2 separate regions of the Oryctolagus cuniculus genome follow, and region 2 is linked to region 1. Evidence: chromatin contacts called from public Hi-C data. All regions are on one chromosome and are shown on one strand. The core of a region is the stretch at or near the end of the contact, and the rest is flanking DNA. Distances in the headings are between cores, read along the strand shown.

The links. Hi-C and Micro-C count contacts between places; a contact is called where the count stands out from the background.
Region 2: a contact with region 1 is called in a Hi-C map of psoas muscle, with 4 times the contacts expected there. The contact joins the enhancer-like site here to the promoter of CTRB2 in region 1. A contact is called at or near these places in 6 of 6 Hi-C or Micro-C datasets (ear pinna, embryonic fibroblasts, liver and 3 more).

Annotation. Positions count from the first base shown.
Region 1 is chr18:57,667,880-57,673,706 of mOryCun1.1, reverse strand. CTRB2 (chymotrypsinogen B2) reads left to right here and starts at 3,139. Exons shown (of 7, transcript XM_017342364.3): 1 at 3,139-3,222; 2 at 5,345-5,448; 3 at 5,556-5,635. The coding sequence starts at 3,171.
Region 2 is chr18:57,826,819-57,832,330 of mOryCun1.1, reverse strand. The region is part of intron 5 of CFDP1 (craniofacial development protein 1); the gene reads left to right. Among named protein-coding and RNA genes, the nearest start is that of CFDP1, 31 kb to the left of the region's middle. Within about 2 kb of position 4,255, at least 1 of the 8 cell types and tissues checked has an H3K27ac peak or open chromatin away from gene starts, as enhancers often do.

The DNA of each region.
Region 1 (5,827 bases), core at 1,890-4,389:
GGGCACCGTGCTTAGCTTTCTGAGGCCCTGCCTGGCCCTGCCACCTCTTTCCTCTCTCTCCCAGAGGCCACAAGCCGTGGAGGAGGAGCCCAGGGTCTTCATAGGTTCACCAACACCTGACACTTTCTGTTGTTGTTGTTTTTTTTTTTTTTTTTGCTTTAAATTTTTTCTTTATTTTCATTTTATTTAAAAGGCAGAGAGACAGATGCATGAGGAGAGATCTTCCATCTGCCGGTTCACTTCCCATGGCTGCAACAGCCAGGAGCCTGGAACTCCATCCGCTCTCCCATGTAGTGGCAGGGACCCGAGTCCTCGAGCCACCGCCTGCTGCTTCCCCGTGTGTGCGTTGGCAGGAAGCTGGGTGAGAAGTGGGCGGGGATTTGAGCTTAGACACTTGACGTGGGGTCATGCACTCTAAGCAGCAGCTCCCCCGCATACCCCACGCCTGCCCCTGTGTTCTGTGTCGCCCTCCTGGCAGGAGTGAAGCCGTGGCTGGCGTGGCTGTTCCTAAGCCCCGGGCACGCTGATCGCCGCCCCTTCGGTGTGGAGGGCTCAGTGCCGTGGCCGTGGGGGCTCCTCCCGCTCTCCGGCGTGGGACACCAGGCTTTTGCCATCCCCGCCATGAGGTGCTCGGGGACTTCTCGCCGCGTGAGCGCCGGGTGCTGAGCACCACTGCCGGGGGTCCTGAGTTCACTGCCAAGGGCAGGGTTTGAGGTGAGTTTCCGCACCAGGAATTTGTGCACAGTGTGGCAGGGTTTAGGGGGAGCCAGCGGAGGGCTAGTGAGACACCCAGGGCCGCACTGGAGCTGCAGGGACTCAGGGGGGCTGTGGGGCGGGCGCCGCGGACAGGGCCTGTGGTCTCTGTAAGGCGCGCAGCCCGCCCACCGCAGCCCTAGGGAGCATCCGGAGCTCCCGGAGCCGAGCCTCCTGCGCCCATGGATTCGGCCACCCTCAGGTGGCAAATACAGAAGGAAACATTTGCCTCTGCCCTGGGCGCACTGGCTGATGTCCAGTCCTCGTCCCGAGGAACAGCCTTGCGACAGCCATGTCCACGGCCTTCACGGATGACCTGAAGTGCACGTGAGGGTGTGTGGCTTCCACGCAGGGCCACGCCAGTCCACGTGAGGGGAGTGAGCACCTGCGGGTTTTGGGATCCAGGAGCCCTGGAGCTGGGCCCTGTGGGTACTGGGGGACAGCTGTGCCTCCCCGACTCCAGGGCTGCTCCTGCAGGTGCCTCCTGTGGGCTGAAGCCATTGGGAAGGGAGAGAGGGCAGGGGACCTGTGGGTGCAGTCCCGCCCCTGGCGGTCAGCTTCCGGGAGGCCAGAAATGGAGTGTGGCTGTGGGGGATGGAGGCCGAAGCCACCACAAGGGTGCTGTGGTCAAATGGGAGGCTGCTGGTGGCTGACTGGCACCTGCTCTTTGAGAGCAGATCTGGGGGAGAGAGCTGCAGCTTTTGCGGGTCTCATGGTGTCAAAGTGGCAGCCGAAGCTCTGGGTATTGAGCATCGCACCCCCACAAGAATGTGCCAGGGCACAGAAAGCGGGAAGTTAGATTAGATTGTCCTCAAGAGCTGCCCCTGAGAACCAGGCTGACCGTGTGGACGAGAGGGCGGGGCGGTTCCTCCTCACAGAGCGGTCCCCTGTCCCCTGGCTGGGATGGGGGCAGTGGGCTGGGGACCCAGAGGAATGGCTACAGGTGTAGACGAGGACCCTCGGGTCATCCTGGGCCTCCCCGGGATCACCTCTCGCAGGCCGGGAAACTCTCCCTCCCCAGCCTGGCCCCCGCCCCGCCCCTGTGACCCACAGCAGACGAAGGGACTTCAGCCTGCTTCTGTTTCCTGTTCTGGAAAATTCCCTGAAGCGAGGAAAATACCAGGGGCGAGGCTGCTCGCTCGGACTGGGCGGTGGGGAGCGGCGCTCTCGGCAGACTGCCTGGGCCGGGACACCCACGTGTGTGTGTGCTCGGCAGAGCCTGCCTGTGCCGGATCAGGGAGGGGACAGCCCTGGGCGGCCACAGGCAGCTTCTCTGCTGGCAGGGCCCCCAGTCAGAGCCCTTGATCCACACACAGCTGGAAGCAAAACCAAATTTATAAAGGAAACACCAGCAAAACTTGAACCAGCATCAAGTTCCACGGTGGTGTCGGGTTGCCAAGCCCCCCCCCCCCCCCCCCCGCTTCCTGGGTCATTTTGCCGCGTGGAATCAAAGCTCCATTTTATGGGAAACCAACAGCCGACCCCACAACTGGTTCCCTAGGTGGCGAGTCATCGGGTGGCTGGGTGGACGTCACCAGCCAGGGCGACTTCTTGTCACCCGAAGGCTGCCTGGCTGGGCTGGCGACCAGTGGCCCCCGCCTGATGCCCACGGCCGCGCTCTGCTTTTGGATGTCGGTTTCATCAGCGCCATCTGCCGAGAGTCCAGGTTCACGTCCCGGGGCCCCAGCACTGGGGAAATTCTGCTGATTTTTTTAAAGATTTATTTGCAAGTCAGAGTTACACAGAGAGGGAGAGACGGAGACCCTCCATCCACAGGATCACTCTCCAGATGGCTGCAATGGCCAGGGCTGAGCCAGGCTGAAGCCAGGAGGGTCATCCGGGTCTCCCACGCGATTGCAGAGGCCCAAGCACTTGGGCCATCTTCTGCTGCTTTCCCAGGCACTTTATCAGGAATCTGCATCAGAAGTGGAACAGCCAGGACTCGAACTGGTGTCCACATGGGATGCCGACACTGCAGGTGGCAACTTAACCCACTACACCATGGTGCCGGCCCCACCAGCTGGGCCTCTCGAATCCTGAAGTGGGATTGCCTTAATTAGGAGCTGCAAAGCCTCCTGGTGCACTGGGCCCTGCAGGTCCCCCGGCCCTGCGTCCTGAGCTCCTGGGCCATGCCCTGGCCTTGCTCGAAGTGCCCTGGGGATATGGGCATGGCCAAGGCCTGTGGGGTGGGGCCCTGGGACAAGCAGGTGCACTCTTTCCCAGAGACACCTGAGCCAGGCTGGGCTGCGAGGGGGTCTTGGCCCCACTTATCGCCCAAGGTCCTTGGATAACGAAGGGTGGCTCTCGAGCCTCCCTGGCTGGGCAGGGCCATGGGTGCTGGGTGGGGCTCGGGGAACCCTTGGGGATATAAAGGCGGCCGGGGCAGGTAAGCTGTACACCTCTCCGCCTGCGGCACCATGGTTTTCCTTGGGCTCCTCTCCTGCTTCGCCCTCCTGGGGACTGCCTTCAGTAAGTGCTGGGCTCAGCGGCTGGCCAGGCCTGGAGGGTGGGGGTGGGGGTGGGGGGAGTCGAGTCTCTGAGCTCCTGGTGGCCCCTGCGGTCAGGGTCCCGTGGAGGCCGCCGCGTTTTGGGAGGACCCTGTGGCCTGGCTGGGAGGAGCTCTGAGCCCCTCCCTGCCCCAGGCTCTAGGGCACTCGCACACACAGCTGGGGCTGCTGGGGCTGCTGGGGCTGTCTGAGCCTCCTGCCCATGCCCAGGAGTGGGGGCTCAGCCGTGACCTGAGGCTCCGGAAGTGCAGGTGTGGGGGGGGACAGGGCGTGGCCACAGGAATCTTCCCTAGGGGTCCACCAGGCACTTGCTCAGCATTGTGTTTTCTTTCAAAAAGAAAGGAATGGTAAGGAAGAAAGAAAGACTAATGTGACATCCTGGGTCTAATGCTGAGATTCAGCGAATCTTACCTTTTTGCAGATTTGCTTCAGATGTTTTTTAAAGGATAATTATTTATTTGAAAGCCAGAGTTAGAGAGGAAGAGAGAGAGCGAGGTCTTCCCTCCGCTGGTTCATTCCCCAGATGGCTGCAACGGCTAGGGCTGGGCCTGGCTGAAGCCAGGAGCCGGGAGCTTCATCTGGGTTTTCCCTAAGGGTGGCAGGGACCCGAGCACTCGGGCCATCTTCCACTGCTTTTCCCAGGCCATTAGCAGGGAGCTGGATTAGAAGCGTCACAGGCGACAGCTTCACCTGCCACAGTGCCAGTCCCGAGATAGCTCCTTTTATTTATTTATTTATTTTTAATTTATTTGAAAGGCAGAGGGAGAGAGGGAGAGAGAGAAAATCTTCCATCCACTGGTTCACTCTCCTGATGTCTGCAATGGCTGGAGCTGGGCCAATCTGAAGCCAGGAGCTTCCTCTGAGTCTTCCCAGAGGGGAAGTGCAGGGGCCCAAGCGCTTGGGCCATCTTCACCACTTCCCCAGGCCGTAGCAGAGAGCTGGACTGGAAGAGGAGCAGCCAGGACTCCAGCCGGCACCCATATGGGCTGCTGGCACTGCAGGCGGTGGCTTTACCCACTGCGCTACAGTGCCAGCCCCAGATAGTTCTTTTTAAAGTCTTAGTTATTTGAGAGGCAAAGGCACAGAAGTGTACCACCATCTGCGGGGACATCTACAATTTCCAATTGTCCAAAATGGACAGGGCCAACTCCAGGAGGCGTCCATCGAGGTCTCCCACGTGGGTGGCAGAAGCCGGCGGTTGAGTCGTCACCTGCTCTGCCTCCCTCCAGGTGCACATCCGTAGGACACTGGAACCGGTGGAGCTGGGACTGGAACCCAGGCACATCGCCCAGTGCCCTCCGACACCATTTAATCCCTTCCTGCTAGAGAGACAGATGATTCTCACAGCATTTCCACGCACACCAATCTCAGTGAGGGGCCTGTCCAGCGCCTGGTGCTGAGGGCAGGAGAGGCAGGCGCCGGCTGGCACAGCCGGTCTGTGGGGCTACATCGGGCACCTGCTCACGCGCAGCGCCCAGCTGAGGAACCCGGCACAGGCGCAGGAATTCACTCAGTCCCAACGCCGCAACGCGCCTGGGACATGGGGAGTACACCTGCCTTCTCGCAATTTTATTCGTTTCTTATTCTCCACTGGGTCCGTTTGTGGCACGGAGTCAAAGTCTTATTTTATTAAACAGTCAAGAAGCCCAAACTGCACAGAGTGAGTATTTCCTGAGATTGCCACACGTCACGGAAAGAATTCCCCACGAGCCCCCAGTGCAGAGGCGGCACCCAGGATTCCCCGCGACTCGGGGTCACCGAGCCTGAGCCCCAGCCTTCCCCAAGTCCAGCAGAGGAGCGTGGCCCTGTGAAGTCAGTGGTGTTCTCCCCGTTTCACAGACGGGCAAACTGAGGCTCAGAGTAGTGCTGTGCCTGGTCAGGGTTGCAGAGAGCAGACGTGGGCCTGGGGCCTGACGGCGGACCTCATTTCTGCTCCTCGGGCAGCCTGGGTGGCCCCAGCTGGGGTCAGCAGGCTGGGTGGGGGTCCAGGGGCCATGTGCAGAGGAGGTGGCCTGGACAGGCTGAGGTAGAAACAGGTGCAGCCCTGGTGGCTCCAGTCCAGCCCTTCTGCACCCTGCCCGCAGGCTGCGGGGTCCCCGCCATCCAACCCGTGCTGACCGGCCTGGCCAGGATCGTCAATGGCGAGGACGCCGTCCCCGGGTCCTGGCCCTGGCAGGTGTCCCTGCAGGTGAGAGCGGGACTCTGGGCGCCTGGAGGCACCGGGTGGTGGGGGGCGTTGGTCAGGCTGGGGGCTCCGCCTGGTGGGAACTGCTGACCCCCCCTCCTCTTCCCCAGGACAAGACCGGCTTCCACTTCTGCGGGGGCTCCCTCATCAGCGAGAACTGGGTGGTCACCGCCGCCCACTGCGGGGTCAGGTGAGGGCCGTGGGTCCCCAGGGAAGCCCTTGGGGTGCGGTAGGGAAGCTGTCATGGTTGAGGACGAGTCCTTTATCCCCTCCACTCCTCAGAGACCCTGTGGGAAATGCATACAAAGTTCACTCTGCCCAGGGTCCCCTTGGAGACAAGGCAGTGAGCGGCCTTGTTCATGGTTGCAGCTGCCCATGCGTC
Region 2 (5,512 bases), core at 3,006-5,505, 160 kb before region 1:
TTTATTTATTTGAAAGGCAGAGAGAGGGAGGGATAGAGATCTTCCATCCGCTGGTTCATTTCCCAAATGGCCTTAATAGCTGAAGCTAGGCCGATCCAAAGCCAGGAGCCAGGAGCCTCTTCCAGGTCTCCCACGCAGGTGCAAGGGCCCAAGGGCTCGGGCATCTTCCTCTGCTTTCCCAGGCCATAGCAGAGAGCTGGATAGAAGCAGAGCAGCCAGGACTCAAACCGGCAGCTGTATGGGATGCTGGCACTGCAGGCGGCAGCTTTACCTGCTGCACCACAGTGCTGGCTCCCCACTTTAACATTTTAAAGGGTAGGAACTAATTTTCTTCCCATTTGACAGATCAATTTGACAGAAATTGTATTTGAGGCTTAAAGAGATACTGCTAATTCATTGAGGTTGCATCATCGACAGTTGGTAGAGCCAGGATTCCTTGCAGAGCTATTTGAGACTGAAGCTAGCTCTCAGCCACTGTGCCATACAGCTCCTCCCCAGATTGGTCTTTTTTTGTGACAAGAGTCTCTTCAACTTTACTCCTAATGGGAATCTTTGAAGTATTTATATTTTAAATATTTATTTATTTGAAAGTTAGAGTTACAGAGAGGCAGAGATAGAGAGAGAGGTCTTCCATCTGCTGGTTTACTCCTCAAATGGCCACAATAGCCAGAGCTGCACCCATACGAAACCAGGAGCCAGGGGCTTCTTCTGGGTCTCTCACATTGGTGTAGGAGTCCAAGGGCTTGTGCCATGTTCTGCTGCTTCCCCAGGCCATAATAGAGAGCTGGATTGGAAGAGGAGCAGCTGGGACTCAAACTGGTGCCAGTGTTCCACAGCGCTGGTCCCAGTAGATTTTTTTCAGATGAGTTCCAGAGTGAACATTATATTAATATATGCCTGCATCCCATATTGGTATAACTGGGTTTGAAATCCAGGCCCTGTTTCTAGCTCCTGGCTCCAGCTAGGAGCTGCAGACCCTGGGAGGCACTGGCAATGGCTGAAGTGATTTAGTGTCCTGTCACTGATATAGGAGACCTAACTTAAATTCCTGGTTCCTGGCTTCAACTCCAGTTTGGGGTTTTCGTCTGTGTTTGGGGAGTGAACCAGCTGGTTTACCTGGTCCCTCTGCCTCTTAAATAGTGGAAATAGATAGGTAAATAAAACAAAGTAATTTTCAGTTCCAGGGAGCAGCTGTTTAGCTTAGTAGTTAGGATGCCTGCATCCCACATTGGAGTGCCTGCTTTGGATTCCTAGCTCAAGCCTCTGATCCCAGCTTGGAAGGCTGTGGTGATGGCTCAAGTGGTTGGGTTCCTGTCACCCACTTGGGAAACCTGGATTGTGTTACCAGCTCCTGGCTCCAGCCTGGCCTCTGCTATTGCAGGCATTTGGGGAGAGAACCACTGGGTAGAAACTTTCAGTCTCTAGGTTGGTTTGTTCGTTGACAGCTGTCAGCAGAGAAGCCATAGATAAGGTGTGTTCATTCAGCTGGGGAGTAATGACCAGTACTGTGTCCGTATAGTAACCAATTCCTGCTGAATCATATGTTGTGGCCACTGTATGTGAGGGTGCTGCTGGGGGAGCCAGAAAGGAGGTATCTTTGCCCAACTTGTGTTAAGTGCATTTCTTCAGGAAACTTTTATTCCAGGATAGTGCTAGATGGGGATGGTTTTTAGAGCGTCTTGCAGTAGCTCCTGTGATGATAGAAATGTTTGGTGTGATAGGCAGGGTAGTCCTGCTGTTACTGCTTGCCAGCTCCAGAAGCAGGTGCTTTGGATTGGACCAAAAAGGCCTGCCTGACTTGGACCTTCATGTTCTTCAGGGGTGGCGACCACCCAGTTGGGTTTTAATCTATCATCAGGTGCTTAAAAATGTACTTCAGGTTTCAGGTACAAGAATAGATTTGAACTTGTATAAGGAAAATAATTATTTGACTGTTTCCCTATGAATGGTTGGAATATTTTGAGTTTATTAAAGGTGATGCCATTAACTTTTTAAAAATTTATTTTATTTATTTGAAAGGCATAGTTATGGAGAGAGGAAGGGAGAAATAGAGAGAGAGAGGAGATCTTACATCTGCTGGTTCACTCCCCAAATGGCTGCAGTGGCCAGGACCTGGGCCATCTTCCACTGCTTATCCGGGTGCATTAGCAGGGAGCCGTATCAGCAGTGGAGCAGCTGGGTCTCAAATCGGTGCCCATATGGGGTGCTGGTACTGCAAGCAGCAGCTTAACCAGCTATGCCACAATGCCTCCCCCTCATTAACATTCCTGAGTTGGAGATGTTGTTCCAAGCCAAGCTAGTAACTGAGAAGCAGGAGTGGAGAGGCCTGTGATGTTCCTTGGGTGGTGTGGGGGAAGTGATATTTGACATTTGGATCAGGAAATGAAATCTCTGCCAATGTAAGCATCCAAATGAGATTCCACACATAGAAAAGCTTTCAAAGCAAAAACTTCTTTCATTCATAGTCACCAGGATGGGGAACCTCTGTCATTTTGGATTGAATGCCCACAGCAATCACTGCGAACCTAGGACGTATTCGTCCCTGGTGATTTTCTTTTTGTTTTGTTTTGTTTTTGATAGGCAGAGTGGACAGTGAGAGACAGAGAGAAAGGTCTTCCTTTTCCATTGGTTCACCCCCCAATGGCCGCTGTGGCCAGCACACCACCCTGATCCAAAGCCAGAAGCCAGGTGCTTCTTCTGGTTTCCCATGCGGGTGCAGGGCCCAAGCACTTGGGCCATCCTCCACTGCCCTCTCGGGCCACAGCAGAGAGCTGGCCTGGAAGAGGAGCAACCAGGACAGAATCCGGCGCCCCGACCGGAACTAGAACCCAGGGTGCCGGCGCCACAGGCGGAGGATTATCCTAGTGAGCCACGGCACCAGCTGTCCCTGGTGATTTTCAGAGTTGCCCATAGTTGAACAAATTCTAGTGTTCTTAGAAAATCCTGTGAAGAGGTGAATTTTGTCACACAACAGTTTTTTTCCTTTGCTTTTTGCTTTGGCTTACAGTGCAAACAGATTTTTAAAAACCTGTCTTTGAGAGCAGGCATTTTGCCTAGCAGTTTGAAGTCTCCTGTGTCTCGTGTTGGAGTACCTGGATTTGATTCCCAGCTCTGGCTCTTGACTTGAGCTTTTTGCTAATGCAGACTGTGGGAAACAGCAGTAATGGCTTCAGTAATTGGGTTCTTGCCACCCCTGCGAGAGACCTGGATTGTCTTCTCAGCTCCTGGCTCCAGCCCCAGCCCAGCCCTGGCTGTTGGGGGCATGTAAGAAGTGAGCCAGCAGATAGAGCCTGCTCTTCTCTCTCTCTGCCTCTCAAAAAAACAAATGCAAAATTTACAACTCTAAGAGCCAGGTATCTGTATTATAACATTTTAAAATTGTAATAAAACAACTTTATTTTGCTGAATTCCTATATCCTCGGTTGTACTGAATTTCTCTTGGTGTGGTAAATGTGTTAAGTGCTTTAGGTACTTCTTGGGTATGTTGGAAAGAATAGAATAAGTACTTGAAGTAATGACAATAAGAAAATCACTCAATATGATAGTGGAAATTGATTTGGGAACAAGGAATATCTTTTTTTTTTTTTTTTTAAGTTTTATTTATTTATTTGAAAGGCAGAGACAGAGAGGTCTTGCATCCACTGGTTCACTCCCCAGGTGGCCACAACGGCTGGAGCTGAGCCAGTCCGAAGCCAGGAGCTTCTTCCAGGTCTTCCAGGTGGGTACAGAGGCTCAAGGACTTGGGCCATCTTCTGCTACTTTCTCAGGCCATAGCAGAGAGCTGGATCGGAAATTGAGCACCTGGGACTCAAACTGGCACCCATATGGGATGCCAGCGCTGTAGGAGGTAGCTTTACCGGCTATTCCACAGCACCAGCCATGGAATATCTCTATTAAAGGAGAGATTTGTGATGCCCAAGGATTGAAGTGAAAAAGTATTTTGGCTAACTGTAACAGTAGTTTATTGATGTAATTCCATCATGGGTTTAACTTCTTGTAGTGTACACTAGAGGGCAAAATTCCCCCTTGAAAGATAGGTTGATTTTAGCAAAATCTCTGGAACTTGAACCATTACTAAGATTGGATATATAAGTACTGTACATTTTTGTTTTTTCTTTGTATGTTTGAAAGGCAGAGTTACAGAGAGGCAGAGGCAGAGAGAGGTCTTCCATCCGCTAGTTCACTCCCCAGATGGCCACAGCAGCTGGAGCTGGGCTGATCCAGACCCAGGAGCTTCTTCCAGGTCTCCCAGACAAGTACAGGGTCCCAAGGACTTGGGCCATCTTCTACTGCTTTCCCAGGTCATAGCAGAAGGCTGGATTGGAAGAGGAGCAGCCAAAACTCATACTGGCACCCATATGGGATGCCAGCCTTGCAGGCAGTGGCTTACTCATTACACCACAGAGCTGACCACTACATTTTTTTTGCCTAATTACTATAGTCTGTTGGTATGGGATTTCTGTGTACTGAGTAATTAACATTCTTTCTTTGGAATGTGTTTTGTTTTTAATTCTACCATTGTGATTTAAAAGTGAAAGATAGAAGCAGGTGTTTATTTCTTCAAGCAAGAGAGAGCAGGCACTCCTGTTGCTTTACTTCCCAGATGGCCCAGCCAGGTCACCAAAGCCAAGAACTCAATCCAGGTCTCCCACAGTGGTGTTAGTAATCTAAGTACTTGATCCATTACCTGCTACCTCCCAGGGTGTGCATTAGCAGCAAGCTGGAATTTGGAGCAGAGCAAGAACTCGAATTCAGGCACTTCAGTATGGGATGCAAGCATCTTTTTTTTTTTTTTTTTTTTTTTAAGATTTATTTATTTGAAAGTCAGAGTTACACAGAGAGGCAGAGAGAGAAAGAGAAGAGAGAGGTATTCCATCTGCTGGTTCATTCCCCAAGCCAAGAGCCAGGAGCTTTTTCCTGGTTTCCCACACAGGTACCGGGGCCCAATGACTTGAGTAATCTGCTTTCCCAGGCCATAGCAGAGAGCTGGATCAGAAGTGGAGAAACTGGGTCTTGAATTGGCACCCATATGGGATGCTGGCACTGTAGGTGGCAGCCTTACTCACTATGCCACAGCGCCAGCCAGGCATCTTTTTTTAAGGTTTATTTATTTAGGGGCCAATGCTGTGTAACAGCAAGTTAAGCTGCCATGTGCAGCGCCCGCATTCCATGTGGGCACTGGTTCCAGTCCTGGTAGCCTTGCTTGCAGTATAGCTCCCTGCAACCTGGGCTCCTGACCCAGCCTTGGTCATTCTGGCCATTTGGGAAGTGAGCCTGTGGATTGACTATCTTTGTTTTCTCTTCTCTCCTCTCCCCTCCTTTCCCCCCTCTCTCCTTTAACTTTGCCTTTCAAATAAAAAAATAAATCTTTATAGAAACTCAAAAAAAATTTTTTTTTTATTTGAAAGGCCGAGTTAGAAGAGAGAGAGAGAGAGAGAGAGAGAGGGAGAAATCTTCTGTTTGCTGATTCACTCTCCCAAATGACTGCAGCAGCCATAGCCGGGCCAGGAAC